Regions from separate parts of the Mus musculus genome. Here regions 2, 3, 4 and 5 are each linked to region 1. A link is a contact called in public Hi-C and HiChIP or PLAC-seq data. All regions are on one chromosome and are shown on one strand. Each heading gives the region's core, a stretch centred on a gene start, on an enhancer-like site or on the middle of the called end of the contact. The rest is flanking DNA. Distances are from core to core; before and after follow the strand shown. Region 1 has its middle 17 kb from the start of Gm41207. Region 2 overlaps Fndc3a (fibronectin type III domain containing 3A). Region 3 overlaps Fndc3a (fibronectin type III domain containing 3A). Region 4 has its middle 15 kb from the start of Gm35388. Region 5 has its middle 30 kb from the start of Fndc3a.

Evidence for each region. A called contact is a pair of places that touch in the nucleus more often than the background predicts. HiChIP or PLAC-seq counts read pairs in DNA pulled down with a chosen protein or histone mark.
Region 2: a contact with region 1 is called in an H3K27ac HiChIP or PLAC-seq map of the NIH/3T3 cell line, with 2.5 times the contacts expected there. The contact joins two enhancer-like sites. A contact is called at or near these places in 1 of 484 Hi-C or Micro-C datasets (nephron progenitors) and 3 of 115 datasets of contacts at active chromatin or transcription factors (the NIH/3T3 cell line, embryonic fibroblasts and extraembryonic endoderm stem cells).
Region 3: a contact with region 1 is called in an H3K27ac HiChIP or PLAC-seq map of extraembryonic endoderm stem cells. The contact joins two enhancer-like sites. A contact is called at or near these places in 2 of 115 datasets of contacts at active chromatin or transcription factors (acute myeloid leukemia and extraembryonic endoderm stem cells) and 1 of 9 other capture datasets (adipose tissue).
Region 4: a BATF HiChIP or PLAC-seq map of CD8 T cells shows a contact between it and region 1, with 8 read pairs. The contact joins two enhancer-like sites. A contact is called at or near these places in 6 of 484 Hi-C or Micro-C datasets (the Ba/F3 cell line, group 2 innate lymphoid cells, myeloid progenitors and 2 more) and 2 of 115 datasets of contacts at active chromatin or transcription factors (CD8 T cells and extraembryonic endoderm stem cells).
Region 5: a contact with region 1 is called in a Hi-C map of the N1E-115 cell line, with 2.7 times the contacts expected there. The contact joins two enhancer-like sites. A contact is called at or near these places in 1 of 15 datasets of contacts at CTCF or cohesin (the NIH/3T3 cell line), 4 of 484 Hi-C or Micro-C datasets (the C2C12 cell line, the N1E-115 cell line, bone marrow-derived macrophages and 1 more) and 2 of 115 datasets of contacts at active chromatin or transcription factors (the NIH/3T3 cell line and embryonic stem cells).

The regions. Positions count from the first base shown.
Region 1 is chr14:72,885,810-72,888,728 of GRCm38.p6, reverse strand. No RefSeq gene overlaps it. Among named protein-coding and RNA genes, the nearest start is that of Gm41207, 17 kb to the right of the region's middle. Within about 2 kb of position 1,553, at least 112 of the 459 cell types and tissues checked have an H3K27ac peak or open chromatin away from gene starts, as enhancers often do. A contact at or near this core is called in the C2C12 cell line, CD8 T cells, the N1E-115 cell line and 4 more, where this site is marked.
Region 2 is chr14:72,632,657-72,635,575 of GRCm38.p6, reverse strand. All of the region lies in intron 3 of Fndc3a (fibronectin type III domain containing 3A), which reads left to right. Among named protein-coding and RNA genes, the nearest start is that of Fndc3a, 76 kb to the left of the region's middle. Within about 2 kb of position 1,440, at least 13 of the 459 cell types and tissues checked have an H3K27ac peak or open chromatin away from gene starts, as enhancers often do. A contact at or near this core is called in the NIH/3T3 cell line, where this site is marked.
Region 3 is chr14:72,649,196-72,652,114 of GRCm38.p6, reverse strand. It overlaps Fndc3a (fibronectin type III domain containing 3A), which reads left to right. Exons shown (of 26, transcript NM_207636.2): 3 at 24-99. Among named protein-coding and RNA genes, the nearest start is that of Fndc3a, 59 kb to the left of the region's middle. Within about 2 kb of position 1,419, at least 7 of the 459 cell types and tissues checked have an H3K27ac peak or open chromatin away from gene starts, as enhancers often do. A contact at or near this core is called in extraembryonic endoderm stem cells, where this site is marked.
Region 4 is chr14:73,086,355-73,089,273 of GRCm38.p6, reverse strand. No RefSeq gene overlaps it. Among named protein-coding and RNA genes, the nearest start is that of Gm35388, 15 kb to the left of the region's middle. Within about 2 kb of position 1,358, at least 35 of the 459 cell types and tissues checked have an H3K27ac peak or open chromatin away from gene starts, as enhancers often do. A contact at or near this core is called in CD8 T cells and group 2 innate lymphoid cells, where this site is marked.
Region 5 is chr14:72,738,612-72,741,530 of GRCm38.p6, reverse strand. No RefSeq gene overlaps it. Among named protein-coding and RNA genes, the nearest start is that of Fndc3a, 30 kb to the right of the region's middle. Within about 2 kb of position 1,535, at least 38 of the 459 cell types and tissues checked have an H3K27ac peak or open chromatin away from gene starts, as enhancers often do. A contact at or near this core is called in the C2C12 cell line, the N1E-115 cell line and uterus, where this site is marked.

The DNA.
Region 1 (2,919 bases), core at 304-2,803:
GGAGAGCATAGTATAACCTCCCATGTCATTCCTCAGGAACACTGATTACCTTTTTTTTCATTGGCTTGGAACTCACTAAGTCGGGAGGCCAGCTGGCCAGCTGGTGCCAGGGCCCCACCTGCTTCCCCAGTGTTGAGTTTTCATGTCCGCACTACCACACCTGGATTTGTACATGGTTCTGGGAGCTGAATTCAGGTCTTGGTGGTTACAAGCAATCATTTTATTGACTGAGACTTTTAACAACAGGGTACATAGTGCTGAGTGTGCACCAAAGTGGTGACAATCAGAGTCAGTGGCCTCTGGTTGCTTCAAAAGATGGTCAAGGCTGCTGTAGGTAACAAAGGGTGCTGTAGGCCAAGTCAAGACCAAAGCCCAACCATGGAAAAGTAGCTACTTCTTCTTTTTTTTTTTTGGCATTGTCTTCCTTCAGCTCTGAGCTAGACAGTCCATCATTTTTCTTCATGTAATAATGCTCAGCAGCTTGACCTATGAATGTAGAAGTGACAGAGTAAATGGGATGATTCTGTATGGTCATCGATCTTTTCCACAAGCAGCCGTGACCTCCGGCTTAAGAGATATTTTTCAAACCATACCTCTGGCTGGAAATGGGTTTAAAGGTTTATTTTGAAGAGAATGGATGCCAACTGTCCAGCTTGGCTTTCTAATCTTTTCATCTCACACCAGCCTTCGAGGCTGTCTGAGGCTTAAGAGGTGTGTGGGGCTAACATGACCGAGGAACCAGCCGAACGGTTTTGTTGTGGCTTTCTTTTCAGACAATCCCCCAATGTTGCACCCGCATTCTCAGGTTCCTGTTCCGGACTTGCTAGCCGCGCTGCTCCTTACCGGATGTCTCCATCCTCCTGCAGCAGCCTGGCCACGTCTCTCTTGAGCTCATTTGTATTAGTCTCTGACCAGAACCCCCGTGGCTCACCTTTCATCCCTGCTGACCCTCTCATCTGAGAGGTGCTCGTTTTCTCAGCCTATCTCCCACGGCACTTTCTGTCACTGTTCTGAGAAGTCTCTCCACACTGGCTTCCTAAAGAGCACTCTAATCTACATGCCACAAGTCACTTACCACTTGATAATCCACCACAAATTACCACACACTGACATAGAGTTTTTCTGTTTTTTTTTTCTTCCTAAACTCGTTTTTATTTGGAACAATTTAAGATTCACAGAAAAGTTGTGAAAATGACAGAGTTCCTACATACCCCTAATCCAGTTTTGGTTTTCCCTAAGGGTATATTAGTCAAAACTAGGAAACAAAAATAGTATATTACTATTTTCTAAATTCCAAACCTAATTTGGATTTTGCTTTTTAACGAAAACATCCCTTGTTGTTTGGGGACCCCAGGCTCTGCCACACTGTGTTGCAGTCATCCCTGCTGCGTTGGGTCATCTGCCCTTCTGGCCCTGGTTTTAGAGTTGCCCCATATTGACTTTGACAGTTTCAAGAAACACCGGTCAGATGTTTCGTAGCGCAGCACTGGGTCTGGCTTAGTCTGTTGTTTTTCTTCTGATAAGATCGTGTTTCAGGATTTAGGGGGAAATACCATAGAGGTTACGTGCAGTTTTTGTTGCTCCAGCTTAGGGATACGTGACTACTATATGCTACCACCGAGGGTTGTGTGCTTCGTCATGCGCTTGGGGTGGTATTTCTCAAGTTTTTCCTTTACCGTGTCTGTTCTTTTTTTTCCACTCTGTTCTTCAGGAATGAGTCACTACATCTAGCATACACTGAGTAGCTCTCACACCTAAGTACACAGAGGACTTTTCTTAACGCTATTTGTAATCTGGAGTGAACATTCCAGAGTCTCTGTGTCTCTTCCCTGAGTTCTTTTCTAGAAGGACTGTCATATCGTTACAGGGTGTCTCATAGGCTGCTGTGACAGTGTCTCATAGACTCAGTGGCAATAGACATTTATTTCTGGGCTGGAGGTTCAAGATCAGGGGTCAGCATAATGAGGCTTCAGTGGGGGACCGTTTCCCCAGCATCAGACTGAAGTTTTCCTGTATCCTCATGTGATAGAAAAACCAAGAGCTCCATAGGGCCTCTCTCAGGGGTTACTCATCCCATTCCTGAAAGCCTCACTCTCATGACTTGGTCAACTTCCCCACAAGACTCTTGTCTCTTGATGCCATCACATTAGAGGATAAGATTTCAGTATATTAATTAGGGAAGGGCACAAATATTCAGTACATAATATTCAGATTTTATCAGTAAGATAAACACTAAATTCTTTGTTTGTTTTGCAGTCAGGTGGTGGTGGATATTCTTTTAATCTCAGCAACCAAGACACAGAGGCAGGTAATATCTGTGTTGGAGGCTAGCCTGGTCTACAGAGCCAGTTAGGGCTACACAGAGAAACCCTGTCTTAGAAAATTATTAATTAATTAATTAATTAATTTTTGCACATTACACTCTGGTCAGTCATTTTTACCTTATCACATTACCCTATCCCACAATTCCATCGTGGCTATTGGAATTGACAAACTGCATATTTATTTAATCTGTGTCTTTCAAAGTATCTCGAAAACTACATAGAACCGAAATGATACAAGGTAGACCCTTTAAAAAAGAATATTAGGGAAGAATAAATGAGACAGCTGTTTAAATAGGAGGCTTATCAATAGATTATTTTTAGCAACTCTGATGCAATGGAAACACTAAAGTTGAATTTTGAGTTCCAAGTGACTGCTTTAAATTAGGGGCACAGCTGGGCTGAAGTGAGGGCAGAGGCAACAGGAAGGCCACAGAGGGAAAGATGTGGTGGGAGCACTTCGACAGGCATCTCCCTCCTTGGTTGTGCAGGAGAAAGGGCAGGTTATTTTACAGTTAAGTTAACATTGGATGGAAGGGTGGGGCAAAAGAAGAGATCATTTGAATCCTACTAATGCCGGGCCTCTCCAGTCCTTCTG
Region 2 (2,919 bases), core at 191-2,690, 250 kb after region 1:
AAGTCACCTAATTCTATTAAAACATTAACCTGTAAGAATTTCCCTTATTGAGGAAAATATTAGTACTATTAGAGTGACTCAGTATACTAGTTTTGAAACTTAGTCTCATATATGAAGTGAATCAAGCAGATGGTCCATTCATAAATGCAGCTCCACCCCCCTTTTTCTATTTAGTAATTCTCCCGGAGTACATTCTGAAATAGTCCTCATTCTCCTAGAGACCTATGTGAATGTTACTTTTCAAAAGAAACTATAGAGTATACAGTTGAATTAGGGTAACATCGCGAGTTATGTTTAAAAGCAAAATATAGACAACCAGAATCAGTTACTTTTAATGAATAATGTTAATAGCGTTTATATTTTCTGTTTTTTCTCCTATTGGAAGTCCTCAGTCTTTTTATGTGTATGGGCATCAGATGCAATGATACATAGCAGTTAAGTTAAATAAGCCAGTCATAAAAGGGCAAATAAATGCCAAATGATTCCACTGCGGTACTGGGAGTAGACATAGTCATAGAGACATGTGTGTGGTGGTGGTTGTCGGGGCCTGGGGAAAGGAAAGTAGAGGATGGTTCCTCGGTGAGTTCATAGTTCAGCTCCAAAGATGGCTGGAGGTGGTGGTTACACAGCAATGTAATTATAGTTACTACTGAACATTGCAATTGTTAAAAATACATATTATATATATAATATGTATATAATTTCATTTAAATAATCTTTTAAAGTAGCAGAGACCTGAAGTAATGTTACAGAATTCAAAGATAGTCCAAGGTCATTGCCCCTTTTGTATAAATCCTATATAATTTTTCAAACTTACTTTGATGAATTTTGTTTCTCTGGCTTATTCTCTGTATACAGTTGACTTAAGAAATCAGGACGAATCTTACCTGGTCATGTGAGCTTTTTAAAGGGACAGGCCTCTTCCAGGAGAACATCAGAGCACAGCAAGGCATTCTACAAGTCCAAGAGTTTGTGTGCTGGCCTTGAACATGGAAATGTGGACCGGAAACAGACTTTGAGTGTGTTCAAGGAGTTGTGGCCTCAGATGGTAGTCAGGAGGACATGGTACCCTTTTGCTTATAATTCTAAGATCGAGTTCTTCCATGCCAGAGGAGCTTGGAAAAGTACATCAACCTCCAGATAAGAATACAATCTGTCTACCACTTTGGTTTTCATCTTGTGGGACCTTGGCCAGAGAAACCAGTCACACAGGCCAGATTCTGAATCTCACAACTGTGAGCGACTAATATGTCTTTGTGGTCATTGTGACATAACAATAGAAAGCCAAGACAAATAGTATGAACTTTGTTTTTCCCCCTCTCATAAAAATTGACCTAGAGATAGGCAGTAGTTAGGTAGAGTCTCTATGCTCTATGTCATACTTAGGAGATTGCTCTAGTCAAGGTTGCACACTGTCCTGTCCCACACAGAATGAAAAAGGACAGGAAAAGAAATAGGCGTGTAAGATACTCACCCTCTTTCTTAAGAACTCTTGTCCATTGGCTGGAGTTTACATAATTAACTGATTCACATGATGAATCAGTGACTAGGATTTCTGATTTATAGTAGCTGGTTGCAGCTCTTTAGAAAAAAAGATACTTTAGGAACTATACACAATTCTGAATGGGTTTTTAAGAAATATTTCAATAAAAATATATCATAGAAGGCAACTGTTGAGAGACTGTCTTCGTTGCTTCCCCTGTTGTGATGAAGTCCTGTGACAGCAGCAGCTTGGAGCAGAATTCTTTCAGGCCAGCATGGCAGCAAAGTCCAGCAGCAGGAGCTGGAGGCAGCTGGTCACATGACATCCACAGTCAGGAAATAGATGATACCTCTTACACATTAGTGCTTAGCTTCTTCCTCCATTTGTACAATCTGTGCATGGGGTATACTTAGAAGGTGCCTTTCTCTAACTGCAAGCTTAAAAGCCTCTTTTTCAACTGAAAACGTTAGAAAATAGCATTAAAATTCAGCCATGGTGGTAGAGAGAACATACTTGTAATAGTCATTCTTTCAGGGACCTAAATATTGATTGCATTTTATAATTGTTGTAGATTACAGGAAATACTGAATTGAATAAATTAGTAAGTCTTGAAATATGACCCAGAGGTTGTTTTTTAAATTCACTTAATTTAAATAATTATTGCTAAGTATGTGTATTCACTATCTAAAAGATTGGTGAGCAGCATAGAATTCATCCCCATGCCCCCACGAGGTTAGTAGACCGCTAATAAAAAGAACATTAAGGAATTGCATGAAACAGTGCTGTGATTGAGAAAGCAGGAAGGGACCTATGAGTTCCAGGGGGACCTCAGCCAGACCAGGGACTCTGCGGCATGATGTGCTTCCTAGAGGAAGGTCACAGGCTTACTCCTGCCCTCTACCTTCTCCCTCTAGAAAATGGAAGGTTAAAACCTTTAGTTAGAATCTTGGTGTAATTGAAATTAGGATGATTATGAATTATTAAAGTAATAAACGGAATTATCTCTTTAGGAGCTGAGAAAACATTGCTTTGATGAACATAGATGCATAGAAAATAATTTGGGCATGTTTGCTTCATTTGATAAAATTTTAAGTTTTCTTTTTTCCTACATTATTTGATAATTTTGGCAACTTTGATTGTATAAATCAAAAGCCAGCTAAATGTAACTTTTAAAAATAGATTTTTAAGAAATATTTAGACTTTTTTCTTTAAATTTAGACCCTCCACTTACCCCAAAGGGGCTGGGGGAGATGCACTAGACAGTATTTTGGGTGCAGAAAAAACTGGTGACCAGTGGGAACGAAGAGAAAAGGAAGAAAAAGAGAAATATAACAAGTTTATAAATTGATAACCGTACATTTTCTGTGAATTAAGGTGGGCAAAAAAATGTCTGTTTTGTATTTTATATAGAGCCAGCTTAAAGAATTCTGGCAATG
Region 3 (2,919 bases), core at 170-2,669, 240 kb after region 1:
AATTCTTCTTCCGTTGTTTCCAGGTTATTCTGGTACAGGTTAATCCAGGGGAAGCCTTTACGATAAGAAGAGAAGATGGACAGTTTCAGTGCATTACAGGTAAGAGGAATAATTTGCTACATTCTGTAACAAGAGAAAATCTGCCTTCTATTTTTCCAGGTAGGTAACAGTGTGTACACTTGTGCGTTCTCCCTGTGTCACAATCACAAGCTTGAGTACTCCAGTCATTTAACTATTGCAGTAGAACTCTAATTAGTCTCTTTCTCCTTTTTTGATTGATCTAACTATAAAATTCTATTGTGTACATTTTATTAGTCAAAAAAAGTAAGTAACGCTAGCCAGGTCTTTCAGTCCTCCAAAGGTCCATTCTGTTTTCTAATATTGTTTTTATTTCCAGTGTGGCCTCAGGCTTTTCTTTTTAAGATCTACACTGTAGCTGTCTTCCTCAGGCTTTTTAAAGAGTCTGCTTGTTAACTGCAAACCTGTCTTGTCTAGTCAGCACGAGTTTCCTTCTCTAGGATTCACCCTTGTCACCTCATTCCAGGTGGTTCTAACCCAACTGCTTTAAACTCAGCTCAGATGTTTTCCCACGTTCACTGCAATCTTCCTTTATTGGACATCGCCTTAGCATTTTGGACTGGATATTTTTCAGCTATTGGGAGCCATCCTATGAATTGTAGTGGGTTTAGTAGAGTTCCCTGTCTTCTATACACTCGTTATTTCTTACCCTCCGAGATTCAGAACAAATAGAAATCTCTCCAGACATCACCATATCCCCTGAGAGGAGGAGCAAAGCAGCCTCCATTTAGTGAGCATTGTGTTCATATATGAAAATGAGGGCTACAGGAAGGTTAGGGTGGCCCCTTCATCCACTGTCACTAGTATCATAAAAGGGGAAACTTGGACAAGAGCGGATGTGGTATGATGACATATGATGAAGATTCAGGTCTTTGACTTGCTTAAATTCACTACCCAAAGATTGCCAACAAAGCCAGAGATAAGCAGTGTCATGGGACAGAAGTCCCCCTTTGTCCATCAGAACAAGCCAACCTTTCCAGCAGCTCAGTACCCTTATCACTGAGATAGTAAGATTCTGTCAGCAAACAGACAAACAAAAAGTCAGTGTCTTTGGAGTTAGAGAAGCTGAGTTAAACATTAGCTGTTTCTTAGTAGCTTGTTATAAGGTGCTGTGGGTTATTTAAGTTCAGTAATACATTTCGTATCAGTTCAGCTCTTGTTCCCATCAGTATTAGATCAGGGTAAGAATAACTGCCTTACTTGGGGTCTTATTGCTGTTTAGAGACACCGTGACCATGGCAGCTCTTATAAAGGAAAACATTTAATTGGGGCTGGCTTGTAGGTTAGATGTTTAGTCCATTATTGTCAAGGTGGGAAGCATGGTGGCATTCAGGTAGACAGGATGTTGGAGAGGTAGCTGAGGATTCTATATTTGGATTTGAAGGCAGCAGGAAGAGACAGTTAGCCACTAGGCCTGGCTTGAGCTTCTGAGAACTCAAAGCCCACCCCAGTGATATACTTTCTCTTACAAGGCCATGCTTACTCCAACAAGACCTTATAGTGCTACTCCCTGTGGGATTGTGGGGGGCATTTCCATTCAAACCACCACATTCATAAGCATACATTATACTTGAAACTGGACCTGTTACCTCTGCAGTACTCAGCAAATAGAGATATTGTGAGTTCTGGGTGTAACTGCTAAGAGAAGGTGAGCCCAGACTGCTTTGAAACCCCTTGATACCAGCTGTTGAGAAACTGACTTCCCAGGTGCCTTTGTACTGTACCTGCGTGCAACATTCCTTTTAGTTGTTAGGAAATTACGTATGTTATGTTTAATTTGAAGTGCTTATTTTACCTTTCAACTAGTACTAGTACCTGAACGCTTTGGATTTGTATTTTTTACAATTCTTTGTATCCTTTTTGGTTCTTACTACTACCTAATAGTCATGGCTTTAAATTAAAGAATCCATGGAGGTGGGTCACTCCCTACCTTGTTAACATCTAGACTGTAATACTTCTGAGGGTGAAGGACTCGTCACACTCTCTGATTAGCATTGGCTGTGATACCATAGGCTGACAGTTTTCAGTGCCCCTTTCCTATCACTACATAGCTGAGCCTGATGGTGAATCTTTTAAAATACCTTAGCCAGGAGTCACAAGTCAAACTTGGAACCCTACATGTATTAGAAATATCACTAAGTTAATCTAAAATATCTGTGCTGCAGTTGGGTAATACACAAATAATCAATATTCCTGAAAGGATCTAGACAAGAGAATATATAAGCAGTATAGACATTTAAAAAGCTTTGCCATCTTTACTAACTTTTCTTCAAATAGAATTTTTTGTTTTCACTATGAATCACATGGAATATAAATTTCTGATCACATAGCTTACTTGTGTGCCTTCCAGATTATTCATAAATATTAATCAAGAAAGCATTTTAATTAATATAATATTGATTTTCCCCAATACACTAGCAGATGAAAAAACAGATTGTTTTATTGTATTTTAAAATGTAGGGATGGCTTAATCTCAGAATGATAAACAGCTTGTATTTCAAGAGTCAGTTTGTGGCTGCATCCTGTAAGTTATCTCTTCATAACTCCTTTCATTTGATTTTAATATCTAGCAGCAACAGCCTCCTGCAGGACCTGAAGAGTTGTGTACTGTACAGACTGCCTCAGTGTTCACCAGACCTTAAGGGAGCTGACTCCTGTATCAGCATTCTGTACAAGGACACATTTCTGTGCTTTACTGGGGAACAGTCTTTTCTCTCTATAGTAGTAATAATAATAATAATAGTTGGAAACTTTATTTTTAAATTACTGCGTAGATTTTTTTAATGAAGGAAAAAGAATAAAGCTCTCTTATTTTATGTTTGCATCTGTCCAGAATTATCA
Region 4 (2,919 bases), core at 109-2,608, 200 kb before region 1:
TAAGGAGGTTGTGGGGTCAGACGGTTGTCCTCATTCGTTTTCTCTTGATGTGGTAAAACACTGAACAAAATCAGCTTAGGCGTGGAAAGGAATTGTTTCATTTTACAAACTAAGCCATACTCCATCTCCGAGGGCAGGAGCCTGGAGGCAGGAACTGAAACACAGACCACAGAGGGGTGCTGCCTACTGGCTTGCTCTACATAGCTTGCACAGCCTGCTTTCTTATAGAACCCAGGACCACCAGCCCAGGGACAGCACCACTGACATCCATCATTAATCAAGAAAAGAAATAACCCATGGACATGCTCACAGGCCAATCTTATGGAGGGAGTTTTAAAATTGAGGTTCTTCTTCCCAAATGACACTAGCTATGTTGACAAAAAACAATCAACACAGATGTGACTAGCTTAGAGTTTTTTTTCTTTCTTTCTTTCTTTCTTTCTTTCTTTCTTTTTTTTTTTTTGCTATAAACTCAATGAGTAGTATCTTAATAAGCTAATAGAAGGCTGTGCTATACAGCAAGGTTGAGATTGGAACACAGGACACTGGGGATTGCTGGCTAGTGACTAGGAGAGATGCAAGGAGGGACTCTTTCAGGAGCTCCCAGAAACTTCCAGTCCTTGTAATGCATGGAAGACATTCGGTAAATATTTGTTAAATGAATGAGTGAAAGTGAATGAATGATTCTGTTGAGACAAAACTTTGATGCTAGGATCCAGGCTTTTGGAAACCAGGATCAGGTTTCCAGAATGGCAAGAGGATGAGCCTCTGTCTCTTTAAGCCAGGTTTGTGGGAATTTACCCTGGTAGACACAGTGACCTAGTTTCACTTTCTGAAAATAAGTTTTTGATAGTTTTCTTATCTATATCTTTGTGACACTCATCTCTTGAGTGAATGAAATGAGATACTGTGTATAGAAGAGTAAGAGGCCTTCTCACTTGCAATTTCTGTCTCTTTAGTTTTCTTTTATGTATGTATGTACATATGTACGTATGCATGCATGCATGCAGGTGTGTGTGTGTGTGTGCATGTACATGCATATGTGCACACTCATGTACATGCCCGTGTGCTTGCCCACACAGGTGACTGAAGAAGCCAGAGTTTGATGATGTTTGGGCATTTTTCTCAATTGCTTCTATACCTGACAAAGAGATGGGGGTCTCTCACTGAACCTGGAGCTCACTGTTTTGACGAGACTGGCTGGCCAGTGAGCCCCTGGAACCTGCCTGTGCTGGGGTGCGCTGCTGTTGTCAGCTTTTACGTGGACAATGGCAATCCAAACTCAGATCCTAACCACTGAGCCACCTCCAACCTCCCCTCTAGACATTTTCAAGTGGGTTCTTACTTCTTCTAGAGACTCCAGGATGTGGTTTGTATTTCACCGATGTTATAGCCACAAACTTACTGGAAGGTGCCCTGCAGAGAAATGAATTATGATTTCATTGCAAAGTCAAAAAAAGAAAAGAGAAAGCCGTGTGGGGGCAAATGTCAGCACCCAGGTTCTGCTTTAAGAAATACATGTGCCTCTGCAGTAAGGGTAGACACTGCCAAGTGACTTCATTGGTATCTAGAAAGCTAAGTCCCTATGATAAGATTGAACCAACCTGTGAATAGATAGTGGTGGTGCAGTATGTGATGGTGAACTCGATCTGGCTTTTATTTCCTCTGGGTCTTCTTATGTTTGTGTGGTGCAATCACACAGATTTCCAGAGGCTACTGAGAGGCAAGGAAGGGAGGTCAGTAGTTACAAATAGTTACAAATTGTAACACATAGTTACAAACTGAGAGAAGATTGTTGCCTGCGGAAGGCAGAAATGTATCACTCATTGTTGTAACACTGTTACTCCATAAGGTCACCACATTGCTACATCATTACTTATCCACAAGACTGGAAGGGCAGCTCCTGGCTCAGTGTGTGTGGCCCCAGACCATTTGTTTCTGTCAATACACACACACACACACACACACACACACACACACACACACACACACACACACACACGCACACACGCACACGCACACATTCATATAACACATATGAGAGAAATCTGCAACCTACTCCTTCAGGATATTCAAATCCTTTAGTGATTGCAAAGAAGAGGAGAAATAATTTATCAGGCACTTGGGCTGTGCCAAGGGCAGTGTCAGCTGAATTTATATACCTTTTCTAATTTAAGCCCCATCTAATTGACTTGGGAAAATCCCAACTTAAATTGGATTTGGGGGAATATGGCCTGGAAATAAATTGACCATGGAATTAAAACTTCAGAAGCCATGGGGAGGAGAATTGTTTTCCCCTAAAAGATGCCTGTTGTTAAGAATCCACTTTTACCTGGACAGAACCCTTTCCATTCATTCTCATCTATCCAGTCAACAGATATTTACTGTGTGCCTTCTATTGGCTCTCTTTAATGGTCAAAGAAAGGAATTTCTACTTCGTACAGGTTATGTTTCAGCTTTGTGGAAATAACTAAATGATCAATGAGCCGCTTGTTCTATGACTGGGCATTAATGTGTGTGAAAACTAGAGCCCAATAAAGAACTTTGGTAGTGAAAAGAGTGGTTGATTGTGACTTTAGGAAGCTCATCAAAGTATTCCTCACCCAGAAGGTGACAGGGAACAAAGCCTGAAGAAGCTGAGAGGAGTCACATGACTAGCAGAGGCGGAGCCTTCCAGATAGAGGCAAAGATTCACTGTAGGAGACTGCTTTGCTTGCTCGAGGAACAGCAAGGAGATGGGGGTTACTGCCATGAAACAGGTGAGGGGAAAACAGAAGGAGATCAAGGGCAGTTTATTAGCACCTGGAAAGACTTTGATATAGGTAGGCTTGGTGGTATTTAGATTATAAAGACCAGAGTTACATTTTAAATAGATTGCTCTTCTGAGGCCACGGTTGCTTGCTTGGTAGAGGGCTTGTC
Region 5 (2,919 bases), core at 286-2,785, 150 kb after region 1:
ACTCACTAAACTACAAATGGTTTTCTGTTCAAAATTCACAGTTGGTATTATAGATTTAGGGTGAAATCCTTAAAATTTTTCCTAAGGAATGTACACTTCTTCAGGTTTTCTGATCTCCCATTCATGATAGATGGCCTTCATACATCTGACCCTAGATGGTCTCTCTAGTCCCAGACATGGCCACCCTCCATTGGTCAGCAAGGCAGGAAAGATCAGGAAGAGTGTACTTCACCTTTAACTACACCTTTAACTACTTTTCCAGTTCACACATGACATTTCCACGGAAAGCCTGAATGGCTAAAAGTTAGTTTCACAGTCACATTTGACCTCAAATGAGGCCATATATGTGTGTGCTTGGTGACTATTTACTTCGCTGAAACTGGGGTTCTATTACCAAGTGAGAAAACAGTAAAAGAGAAATGAAGGCTAAGTGGCAACTAGAGGGGGATTGCCATCTGTCCCTTCTCAAACTACTGTTAGAACATTTCTCTAAAAAGGGCAATACCTTAGTCCACCTTCCTCCCAGACTGAGACTTTCCCTAGTGTCTCACCCTACCCAAGCCATGAGTCCTGTGAGCTGAGCAGAGTTTACAAATAAAACAGGTTGCCTGCGTGGGTGCAAAAGGCTTGCTGGGGGAATTTACGTAAACACGTGGCATGAGCTTCCAGCTCTTGAGTTTCTGATTCAGTGAATCAGAGAATGGTCCCTGAAAACTAAACTGTAAAAGCAAACATTGAGAGAAGTGTTTCTCAAATTGCTCTTGTTAATGAGCGTGTTTGGTTTGTGAGAATTCACTGGGTTCATCTGACTTCTGATGTTTGTAAGGCATTATCTTCTTTGGGTCCACTATGCTTCCTTAAAAGGTGTTCTTAAGGTTAAAGAGTATTTCCATCGGATTCTGTTGCACACCAAGTTAGACTGCAGAGGAAGAATGGACCAGAGATCGATTCTACCCAGTCCTCAAACTTTTGCACACACCAGTTCCCCTATTTGGACTGCAGTTCCTCTTTCATAGGTGTCTATAATAGAAGCAAGAATTAGCTAACTCACCTATCATTCAACCTGGGTTGAGACCAGATGAAAGGAGGATAGAAGTCACAGTACTGTCCCACGCTTTGTTTTCATGAAAATTCCTAAACTCCTCCTACTGCCTCTTGGCATCTCGGAAGTAAAGCGGGGTGCATTTGTTTTGACTGTCTCCCTGGTTCCCATTTATTGTCACCTTTCTCTGGTGTCTTTTCCTCTCTTGTCTCTCAGGGCCCACCCAGGACTGGGAAGGAAACTGACATCTTTTCTATAAGAGGTAGAAAGAGTAAAGGAGTTATCCAGGATGGTAGAAAAATGAGTTATGGAAAGAGAGACCATTCATCGAGGCCAAGGCTGTGAGGAAGAGCAGCGCAGCCCCTGTTGCCCCATTAAAGGACAGGAAAATATGCTGGGCAGGGCATGACCACAGGAATTCTGGGCTCTGGTCCCACTTAAAGTAACAAGGAAGACACTCTGGGCAAATCCAATGCAGCATACGTAGGGTGAAAAGACTAGAACATCTTCTGCCAGCAAGGATACTGACTGCAGAATAGGAATTGCACATTTCACTAAAGCTTGCTCTCCCCCATTAAAAATAATGGGTGGAGATGTTTTGACATACTTGCCTGTCTTATCAACCCCAAATAAAACATTAGCTGCAGTCATAACAATTTTTTACCTCAGATCTATTTTGGAATGCTTGCTGATGGTGCAAGTGTTCCCTTGTGGAAATGTGCCTGCTCTTCAAACAATGCCAAATGGAACCATTTTCTGGGCATATAGGACATTTTATTTTTGAAAATCCTTGCTGATGTACGCAGGGCCTGTGCAGTGTCAAGACACATATTTAATCAAGCATCCCTGGGAGAACAGCTTAGTACCATTAGCCTCATTACACAGATAAGAACACTGAAATCTAAATAGGTTGACTAGAGGTTGCCCGAACGCTTCTTAACAACAGAGTACTCTAAAAAATCCGTTGTGTATAAAGAAAACAAGTGAGCTCGTAAATGAGAAAGACTAGTGAAAACAGCCTAGAGGCAAAGAAAATTTACATTTTTGTTTTGAAAGCTTTCACAGTTGGTGTCAAAGAACACATTGTTCTCCTGAGCAATGTACAGTTTTTTTCTCGCTCAGGATTTTGGGGAATTAGACAACTTTATCTGCAGAACCCATGCAAACTAGAGGCCCGTCGGTGGCTTTCCTCCATGGAGTTCAATGTAATAAGAACACTCTGGTTATGTTGTTTCTGTCACCATTGTGAAAGTAAGATGTATCCTATGCAAATCCAATAAACCGCTGACTCTGACTTTCACCCAGCCGTGTATTGAGTGGTAACTCTGGATCGGTCAATAAGCTAAGCCTGGAGACTCAGGCATAAATAGGATAGCCCCCACCTTTCAGTGGCTTTCAGTCTAGGTGAGAGAAGCAAAATGTAACTCCAAACAGTTAAAAGATGATCTGCTAGTAAGTATGGCTACGTGAATAAATGGCTTCCTGAACAACTGTGTCCCCAGTGCTGTGAGTAGTAGACAGGAAGATTGCTGGGACTTGCTGGCTGCCAGCCTAGACTTTAATTTAATAAGGGATCCTGTCTCAAGGAAATATGACAGAGAGTTATAGAGCAGGACACACAAAACCCTACTTTGGCCTATATACACAGGCATGCATGCATACACACAGACACAGACACGCACACATATACACGTTCACATACATATAAACATACACCACACACACACACACACACACACACACACGCATACACCCACATAATCCCACAATATCATGTTAGTTAAACTACAAATGTATACAAACTACCCCAGAAATAAAAAGAAGTGTGGGATGTTCTCTGCCCATGAAAACAGTATCACTAGAGGACACAATACTGA